Regions from separate parts of the Mus musculus genome. Here all the other regions are linked to region 3. A link is a contact called in public HiChIP or PLAC-seq and promoter capture Hi-C data. All regions are on one chromosome and are shown on one strand. The core of a region is the stretch at or near the end of the contact, and the rest is flanking DNA. Distances in the headings are between cores, read along the strand shown. Region 1 overlaps Nlk (nemo like kinase). Region 2 holds the start of Tmem97 (transmembrane protein 97). Region 3 overlaps Ksr1 (kinase suppressor of ras 1).

The links. Promoter capture Hi-C pulls out the DNA fragments that hold promoters and counts their contacts. HiChIP or PLAC-seq counts read pairs in DNA pulled down with a chosen protein or histone mark.
Region 1: a contact with region 3 is called in an H3K27ac HiChIP or PLAC-seq map of microglia, with 5 times the contacts expected there. The contact joins two enhancer-like sites. A contact is called at or near these places in 2 of 484 Hi-C or Micro-C datasets (embryonic stem cells and pro-B cells) and 2 of 115 datasets of contacts at active chromatin or transcription factors (double positive thymocytes and microglia).
Region 2: a promoter capture Hi-C map of pre-B cells shows a contact between it and region 3, with 2.6 times the contacts expected there. The contact joins the promoter of Tmem97 here to the enhancer-like site in region 3. A contact is called at or near these places in 5 of 39 promoter capture datasets (the 3T3-L1 cell line, embryonic stem cells, hippocampal neurons and 2 more), 2 of 484 Hi-C or Micro-C datasets (both in cortical neurons), 6 of 115 datasets of contacts at active chromatin or transcription factors (bone marrow-derived macrophages, effector CD8 T cells, embryonic basal ganglia and 2 more) and 1 of 9 other capture datasets (embryonic stem cells).

Annotation. Positions count from the first base shown.
Region 1 is chr11:78,598,957-78,601,656 of GRCm38.p6, forward strand. All of the region lies in intron 3 of Nlk (nemo like kinase), which reads right to left. Among named protein-coding and RNA genes, the nearest start is that of Tmem97, 50 kb to the left of the region's middle. Within about 2 kb of position 1,290, at least 86 of the 459 cell types and tissues checked have an H3K27ac peak or open chromatin away from gene starts, as enhancers often do. A contact at or near this core is called in microglia, where this site is marked.
Region 2 is chr11:78,549,455-78,552,154 of GRCm38.p6, forward strand. It overlaps Tmem97 (transmembrane protein 97), which reads right to left and starts at 1,281. Exons shown (of 3, transcript NM_133706.2): 1 at 1,074-1,281. The coding sequence starts at 1,199.
Region 3 is chr11:79,015,823-79,018,522 of GRCm38.p6, forward strand. It overlaps Ksr1 (kinase suppressor of ras 1), which reads right to left. Exons shown (of 19, transcript NM_013571.3): 19 at 1-441. The coding sequence ends at 363. Among named protein-coding and RNA genes, the nearest start is that of Gm11201, 6.4 kb to the right of the region's middle. Within about 2 kb of position 1,444, at least 54 of the 459 cell types and tissues checked have an H3K27ac peak or open chromatin away from gene starts, as enhancers often do. A contact at or near this core is called in microglia and pre-B cells, where this site is marked.

The sequences.
Region 1 (2,700 bases), core at 40-2,539, 420 kb before region 3:
CACATATAATAAATAAATATTTTAAAAAAGACAATGGATTCCAGGGTAATTTTTGGGCTGCAGTAAAATAGGGGGGGGGTGTTATTGGCCCTTAGCAGGAAAACAGAAAAAAAAAATTAGATTATTTGAACTCTAAGCCAAGCCTTTGATGAGAAGTCAAAGTTCCTGTAAGTTTGGAAGTCATTAGATGATAAAATAAATAAAGGCGGGCTGGGGATTTCCTCTAGAAACACAGTGCTTGCTTAGACAGTGTTAAGGCCCTGGGGTTCTGTCCCCAGCAGTGGCAGGAGTCAGAGAAGGATGGTTACCACAGCTAACTTCTTGGGCTTGAGGTGTTTGTCAGTGATGTCATGAGCTACTCAGGGGGCTGAGGCAGCAGGACCCCAATTTTGAGGCCTTCCTGTGCTGCAGAGTAAGCTCAAGCCCAGACTGTATAACTCAGTGAGACTGTCTCAAAATAAAGAGAGCTGGGGGAACAGCTCTGTAGAAGAGCACATACAAGGCCATGGCTCAATCTCCAGGATTCAACAAACAGAAAGGAGGAAAGAGAAAAAGGAGTAAGCAAATATCAGTCTTTACTTTCTATCAAATGAAATGTCACATATAGGGTATTAGTGCTACATGCTCCTATTTCTCTGCAAGAGACATTTACATATCATTTTTAGAAAACCCCTCCATCTCCAGCTGCAGGGCATCTGCCACTCAAGTCTTCTGACCTCAAAGCAACAGTACCCATGTGCATATGCTCCTCCAGACACAAAAGGATGCACACGATTACGTACAAATGATCTTTAAAAATCAGGTAAGCTCAGTGGTTAAGAGCACTGATTGCTCTTCCTAAGGTCCTGAGTTCAAATCCCAGAAACCACATGGTAGCTCACAACCATCCATAATGAGATCTGACGCCCTCTTCTGGGGTGTCTGAAGACAGCTACAGTGTACTTACATATAATAAATAAATAAATCTTTTTAAAAATTCATGTAAACAGATCACCTGTAATGGAGCTATAAACTCAACCCCAATGACAGGACATTCTTTAGAATAATGCATACTAGCCTGGCGGTGGTGGCGCACGCCTTTAATCCCAGCACTTGGGAGGCAGAGGCAGGCGGATTTCTGAGTTCAAGGCCAGCCTGGTCTACAAAGTGAGTTCCAGAACAGCCACGGCTACACAGAGAAACCCTGTCTCAAAAAAACAACAACAAAAAACCAGAATAATGCACACTAAGTGTCAGCAGCGGAGCTGTGGGTGACAGTGACGAAACACCACTTCCTGCCAGAATGCCACAAAGGCTGCTTAGGACAGCAACACAGCAGCAGAGACAAAACAGGGTCAGAGAAGCTTCTGGGGACAAGGAAATGAAGTGGGCCAGAGTGGGAGAGGAAGGAGGAGGGGTGTCAGAAGTAAAAACAGGTCTGGATAATTTACTCTGATAGAAAAGATTATGAGAAGATTAGAAAATTAATCTAGAGCCTCAACAGTAAGTAAGCCTCCCTTGACCTCTTCCTTCAATTAAAACAAATGTGAACTATGATCAATATTTACTTAACCCATCCCTAGAATGTTACATCTACTTTAGGAAGTAATTTAAGAACTCACGATAATCAGCTTCATGCCAGAAATCCTGACTGCCCCAACTGTCAAAGACAATCCTGCAGAAAACAGGCAACACAATCACCACAGAAACAAACGCTGACATCAAATTCTGACCTTCTATTAACAGTAAGATGATTGGGTACTTTTCTGTTTTTAGGAAGTCATGATTACTCAAGCAGTTTCAGAGGCGCAGGACTGATGCCAAGAGCATCTTTGTTTAACCATCATCATTAGCATTGATAAATACTGACTGGGTACCAAGTGGGTGTAGAGAGCATGCTAGCTCAATGACAGAGAAAGAGGATGGAGGCATGCACAGCAAACATTCAAGGGACTGAGGAGAGACTGGCACTGTATACATACAAGAATGACACGGCAAGGACAACAAGGGAATTGGCCAAAAGGGAGAACAGTTGCTACAGTCTTCACAGTTTGCTTTGCACCTCAGTTTACTTTGTTTTATCTATTCCCACTAGCTCAGAGAAGTTAGCCCTATCTTCAAAATCATTCCATAGAGACGCAGTGGGTCTAGAAGGGTAAACGAATGAGTCAGAGGTCACACTAGCTCGAAACAGACCTCTGGTGCCAGAGCCCAGTCCTTGTTTTCAACTATACCCTGTTTGTTAAAAAATGAAGCAAACCCACATGACAAACTAAGAACAAAATAATTACACTTCAGAAGGGAAAAAGGCTTCAAAACTGATTTTTGAAAATGAGAAGCTGAACAGACTTAGCTGGTGGGAAGGTGCTGTGATGCAGATCCCAAATGATCAGGGTTACAATCTTGACTCTGTCATTTACCAGCTTGGTAACATTAGGCAAGTTATGTAACTTTCCTGTGCTTATAAAATAGGCATGATGAGGTTCTTGCCAGGATTTAAGCAACTGTGTTGAGAATCACACAGTGTCTGGCACAAAGGGGAAAGGAATGAGGTGGCAGCCATCATTATCATCCTTACAAGGAGGAGGAAGGGTAGAGTTTATTAAGTCTTAGTACCAGGAGCTGTGCCAGATGTTGGACATACATAATTCATCCACCAGTAAGGAGTGCCATCAAGTAACCTTCTCAAGGTCAGAAGTTAGCAAGCTGGGCAGGGGATTA
Region 2 (2,700 bases), core at 31-2,530, 470 kb before region 3:
GCCTCAATCCCACAATCTTTTGAGTTTACAATCTAAAGCTGTAGCTACATGTCAGTTACAGCCTGGCCTGAGGTCCTCTTGCAATGGATTCAAATGAACTATTATTTTAAGGGGAAAAAAAAGTAGGATCCATAGGGCCCTCAACATGTCCACAGGCAGCCAGTCCTTGGGAAAGCAGCACCACAGACCGGTGCTCTTGCCACATGCTACCTACGGGTTTCCCCTGTAGATCAAAGGTCTTTGCAATCCCGTGGTTCCACAAACAAACCAAAAAGACTTAAGGGAGTGGGGGGTGACACTGCTGATGGTGTCACTCCTTAACTTTGTTGAGTAGGTGACAATTCCTGTGTCATGTCCTCTCAGAGAACACAAGGCACATGTCATTTTGCAGCCACCATTGAGAATTTACGGATTTAAGATTAAGAACTGCCCTGCAAAGAAGAAACATTTAAAGAGCATTTCAGCCATTTCAAACATTTAGGTGGATAAGTCCGTCAGTAGATTGGAGAGGCATGCTTAATCTTGACCTTAAAATCGGGTCAAAGAATGCTCTCCAAAGCGCAGGGAACGGTAGCTCATCTTCAAACAATTCAAAACTGACTTGGAAAAGCGACATTTCCTCAACTGCTCCTCAAGCTAGATCCAGACCCAGAAGGAGTGTATGAATGCCACGAGCACTAACCAAGGGCTAACCCTTCAGTCATTTTATTCTACTACGCAGGACTTTTTTTTCTTTCTCGGCTTACACTGGACTTTTAAAGTCCATCCAAACGCAATAGATTCAACACGTGACAGACACTGGTTCACCCAGGCAACTTCCCTCAGCCAACTGCCGTAGTTAAAACCATGGGAGCGAAACACACCCAGGCAAAGGTTTTGCAAAGGATTGGCGAGTACATGGGGCTCAAACCCAGGACCTCCTAGGCATGCGCCCTACCATTGGGTTGCACCCTCAGTTCCGCTCTGAAAAAAACAAAGCGGTGGTCAACGGCTGGGGACAGCCGGCTGGGGCCGAAGTCAGGCACGGAGCCAACAGAAATCAGGACGGCCACGTGGGGACCCCTGAGCCTCACCTCCTGCGGGTATAGTTCGGGCGGCAGCACCGCCTGCAGGTCGATGAACAGCGTGATGGGGATGTGCGAGACGAAGTAGAGGCCCAAGAGCCACTCGACACAGCGCCTAGCTGCCAGGGCCCCCATGTTCCCTCCTGTCCGTTGGGCTACGACTGGCAAGCCGGTGATAGAAGCCTGCTACGTGGTTAGAAGCCCCGCGCCCGAGCTGTGCCGTCCCGCCCCCGGCTCACACAGGCCGTACCTATTGGTCGAAGGGGAAAAACAGAAGCGGCTCGTGAGTGGGTGGAGGCCCTCGTGGCCCGCCCATATAGCGGGGCTATAGTTTGAATGATGGCCTACCTGTTGTTTCCATTGGCTGCTGGGAGTACCGCGTGAGGGGGCGTGGCTCTGAGCGGTCCACGTCGGCGGGTGCGCGTGTGCAGCCTCGGGCTGCGTGCGCTGGTCTTCCCTGTGCCACGAGTGTTTTATTCGCTGGGTTCTGTTCCGTATTGGGACCCCGGGCCAGTAAAACCAGAACCCGCAGTGGCAGTTTAGGAGCGCTGCGAGCCGGACTTTCCTGCTGGCTCCAAAATCACTGCTCAGCCCACAAATAATGATTTTATATGATGGACCCTGATAGGCCTGGGACAAGATGGGGGCTGCCATTCGATGAGAATAGGGAACACAGGACTTGGGTTCAAGGGAAAGGAAATTAAGTTTGTGCTTTGTATACACTGAGCAGGGTTAGGGCTTGGGTACTGCTAAGTATAGAGCATTTACTTAGCACTCAAGAAGGCCCGACTTCCATCTCTTGCACCATTTGAACCAGAGCCCCAAAGGGCCGGGTGTGGACAGAAATCTGTAAGGTCTAGGCCAGCCTGGTCTACAGGCAAGCTAGGGATACATAGAGCCTGTCTCAGACCAAACCAACCAACCAAAGAGACCTTGAGCAGGCAGGCGGGCAGTTGGATGAACTTGGTTTAGATTTGTGAGAGCATTTGAAGGTTAGAGAGCGAAGGGCATTAAGAGATCCTACAGAATCATAAGGGTCATGGGAGGAGATGACCAAGCGAATGATGGTCACAGGGAAGAATGGAGTAGCTGTGTCACGGTTGACACTGAGTGCTGTCCACCAGTACCAATGAGAAGTCCTATGGCTGGAGAGCAGTGTATTGGGAGGTAGGGAAATGGAGACAGAGTGTAGACAACTGGTCGGGAAGAGGTAGAGAAATGGACCCCACGTGTCCTTCTCTTTCTTTTGTATTCACTTTTTGAGACAGCCTCTCACTATGTAACCCTGTGACTGGCTGTGTAGACAAGGCTAGCCTGAACCTCACAGAGATTCACCCTGCCTCTGCCTTCCAAGTGCTGGAATTAAAGTCATAGGCACCATGCTTGCTCCAGTGTGCCCATTTCAGCAAAGGAGACTGGGATGTCTAAATGGGTTTGAAGTTTCTGCCCAGAGAAGTGAAGGAAAGTATAGCTAAGGGAAAGCAAAAATTAGGGTTAGGTAGGGTAGTCTGTGTGCCCAGTGGTAGCTACCATAGTACTAAGACAGAGGGGTTGGCGTTGCTGAGGTAGATGGCTCTCAGTGTTGGGTCTGCTCAGGAAAGCATTTTGGATGCATCAGGGAGAGGGTGGTCAGGAA
Region 3 (2,700 bases), core at 194-2,693:
GTCTTCCAGAACGGGGGCTGGGGACATCCGTGCTGCTCCACTGTGCCAGCACCCTTCTGCAGAATGATCTTCACCTACTGTAAAATACCAAGCTTGCCAGGCAGAAACCTCTGTGTAAACACTGGCGGTAGTGGTATCATCTGGAGTTGCGTGTATGGCTGCGATCCTGAGCTCCACACACCTTGGTGACGCACGCACGCACGCACGCACGCACGCACGCACGCACGTCCTTTAGGGAGGAGACACGCTCCCAGTCCGCAGCTTGGGATGCAATGCTTCTGATTCCTTGAGGTGGTGGTCTGCATGTTTCGTGATCATGTTTTCGAAAGGAAGACACTCTCTGCATGAACGTGCAGGGCTGGCTACATCTTTGGATTACCGGACTCCAGGGTCCCCAGGCCAAACCTTTCAAAGCGGGGCATGACTTTGCTGCTGTTAATGCTGTGAAGAGGAGCAGAGACACGGGTTATGGCTCTGCTGGCCTCGTCCAGTCCAGAGTTAAGGTTGTCGCTGGTTAAGCTTAGCAGAGGAGCCGAGTGAAGGCGACTGCTCCGCCCACAGTCTTGGCAGAGCTGCTCCTGGCCTCCCTAAGCCCCGGGCCTCGGCTACATTCCCTTCCTGGCAGGGCTGAGGGGAAAACAGATGCTTGTCCACCTGACTGCCCAGCACCCAGCATGGCGGTAGCTGTAGTTTCCACCCTGGCTGCCCCACATGGATGTGGGACTGGGTGAGCCAGGCCTGAGGACCAGCAATGCCACACACTCCTTTTAGAAATAGCGCTCACACGGGGCCTACTGGGGCCACTATGGAGCAGAATCCCGAGCCTGACTGCAGAAATCTGGTCAGGGAAGGACATGAACTCCTAACAGATGTGGCAGCAGGTTTGCCTCCATTACTAAGCTCTGGTGGCAGGTATCACGTTGTTTATGACAGTTTTGAGTGTGGCTCCTAAGGACCCAGCCTTTTTAAACTGATGCCTTTCATCAGTGTGTGTGTGTGTGTGTGTCCTGTCTTCAAGAGAAAGAGAGGACTCCAGTCAGGGTCCATGACCTCAGTGCTGACTCTGGGCAGCTCCGAACTGTGACACCCTTTGTAGAACAATGTCCCAGGGTCACCGAGCCCCTCCCCATCCTGAGCATGCTCAGCAGGGGCTCATGAAGGTGTTAGTAAGGGCTAGGGAGCAGAGGAACACAAGCAAGAGCCACTCTTGGGAGAACAAGAGAAAAGAGACCATCTTATCCAGGAAGGCGGCTGAAAGCTGCTCTTCCGCCTCGAGGGTCACTCTGTTAGTGCCATCCTCCCCTGGCAGTGATGAAAGTCAGGCACCCACAGGCCATGTGGAGGGGAGGGGAAGCTGTTAAATGGAGCACAGGGAGGAGTCTGGAGCAGCAGAGATGGCGTCCCCTGGGTTAGTGCCTGCTGGCATTTTTTGAGTCTTAGCAGAAGTCACGAAGCTGAGTCGGTGTTTAGGAGGAAGGAAGCCCCGGGGCATGCAAGACAGCCAGGTCTACAACCTAGGGACAGAGGAGAGAGTGGTATCAGAGTCTGAGCCTAAAGGAGCCAGGGCTTAGGGGCCTGGCCAGGCCAGATGCCCAGGGACCCACCTCAGAACAGGATCCCCACCTCCACCCCTCAGAATGGCTGGGGACAAGCACAGGGAATCTTCTCCAAGTTCCCACGGGGCAGTCGTAGGTCCCCAGGGCTCCCTGTGACGAGCAAACTGGCTTCAGAGATGATCACTTCTGCTTTCTTGGCTCCTCCCTCCCTCTCTCTACATTCATTATTACTATTATCATTATTAATGTCTGTAGTTCTGGACCCCAAACCCAGCCTTGTGAATACTAAGCAAGAGCTCTACACAGAGTCACACCCCCAGCCGTTCACTTGTGCTTGTTTGGTTTGCTTTTTGAGACAGGGTCTCTTCTGGCACTCACTGTGTAGACCAGGCTGGCCTCAGACTCAGACTCATAGAGATCCACCTGCCCCTGCCTCCCGAGTGCCGGGATTAAAGGCGTGTGCCCATCCCCGTCCCCAGCTGCCACTGATGATTCTACTTCTGACATTTTACTATGTATCCTAGGCTAGACCCAAACTTAAAATCCCCCTGCCTCGGCCTCCTCAATGCTGGGATGATAGGCGTACACCACCACAGCCGGATCACTGGATTCTCCTCTCCTGAGCTCTAGCCATAGTGGGACTTGGGGGGACCTGCTTGGCTCACTGAGCGCTAAACCCCCCTCGCCCACATGCTAGCTAGCTCCTGTGGTATGGAGAGGGGCCCTCCCTGCTGCACACCGTGCGTTTCTTTAACTCTCTGTGAGAAACACAAGTCTGGTGGCCATTTCAGATGCAAGAGGTCATTATGGATTATGGGAAATCAAAGCAAGAATGTGAGAAGCTGGCATGCAGAGACAGAATGGGAGGGTGGGTAGGACAGCCACACACAGGCAGAAAACGAGAGAATGGCAGAAACACACTATTCCTCCAGAACTGGACAGGAGTTCTTAAAGTCGGGGTGACCATAGCGTCCTTTCCCGTAGTAGCGGCTCCGCCAGCGGCTAGGGGTGCCCGAGACCGTTTCACCAGCAGTTGAAGAGAGCCGTCCAATCCGGTCCAGCCCGGTGGGTGATGGCAGCCAGCAGACAGGTGGAGGAGTCAGGATGGTAGAACAGGGGAGATGACAAGACAGGCCAGTGTATC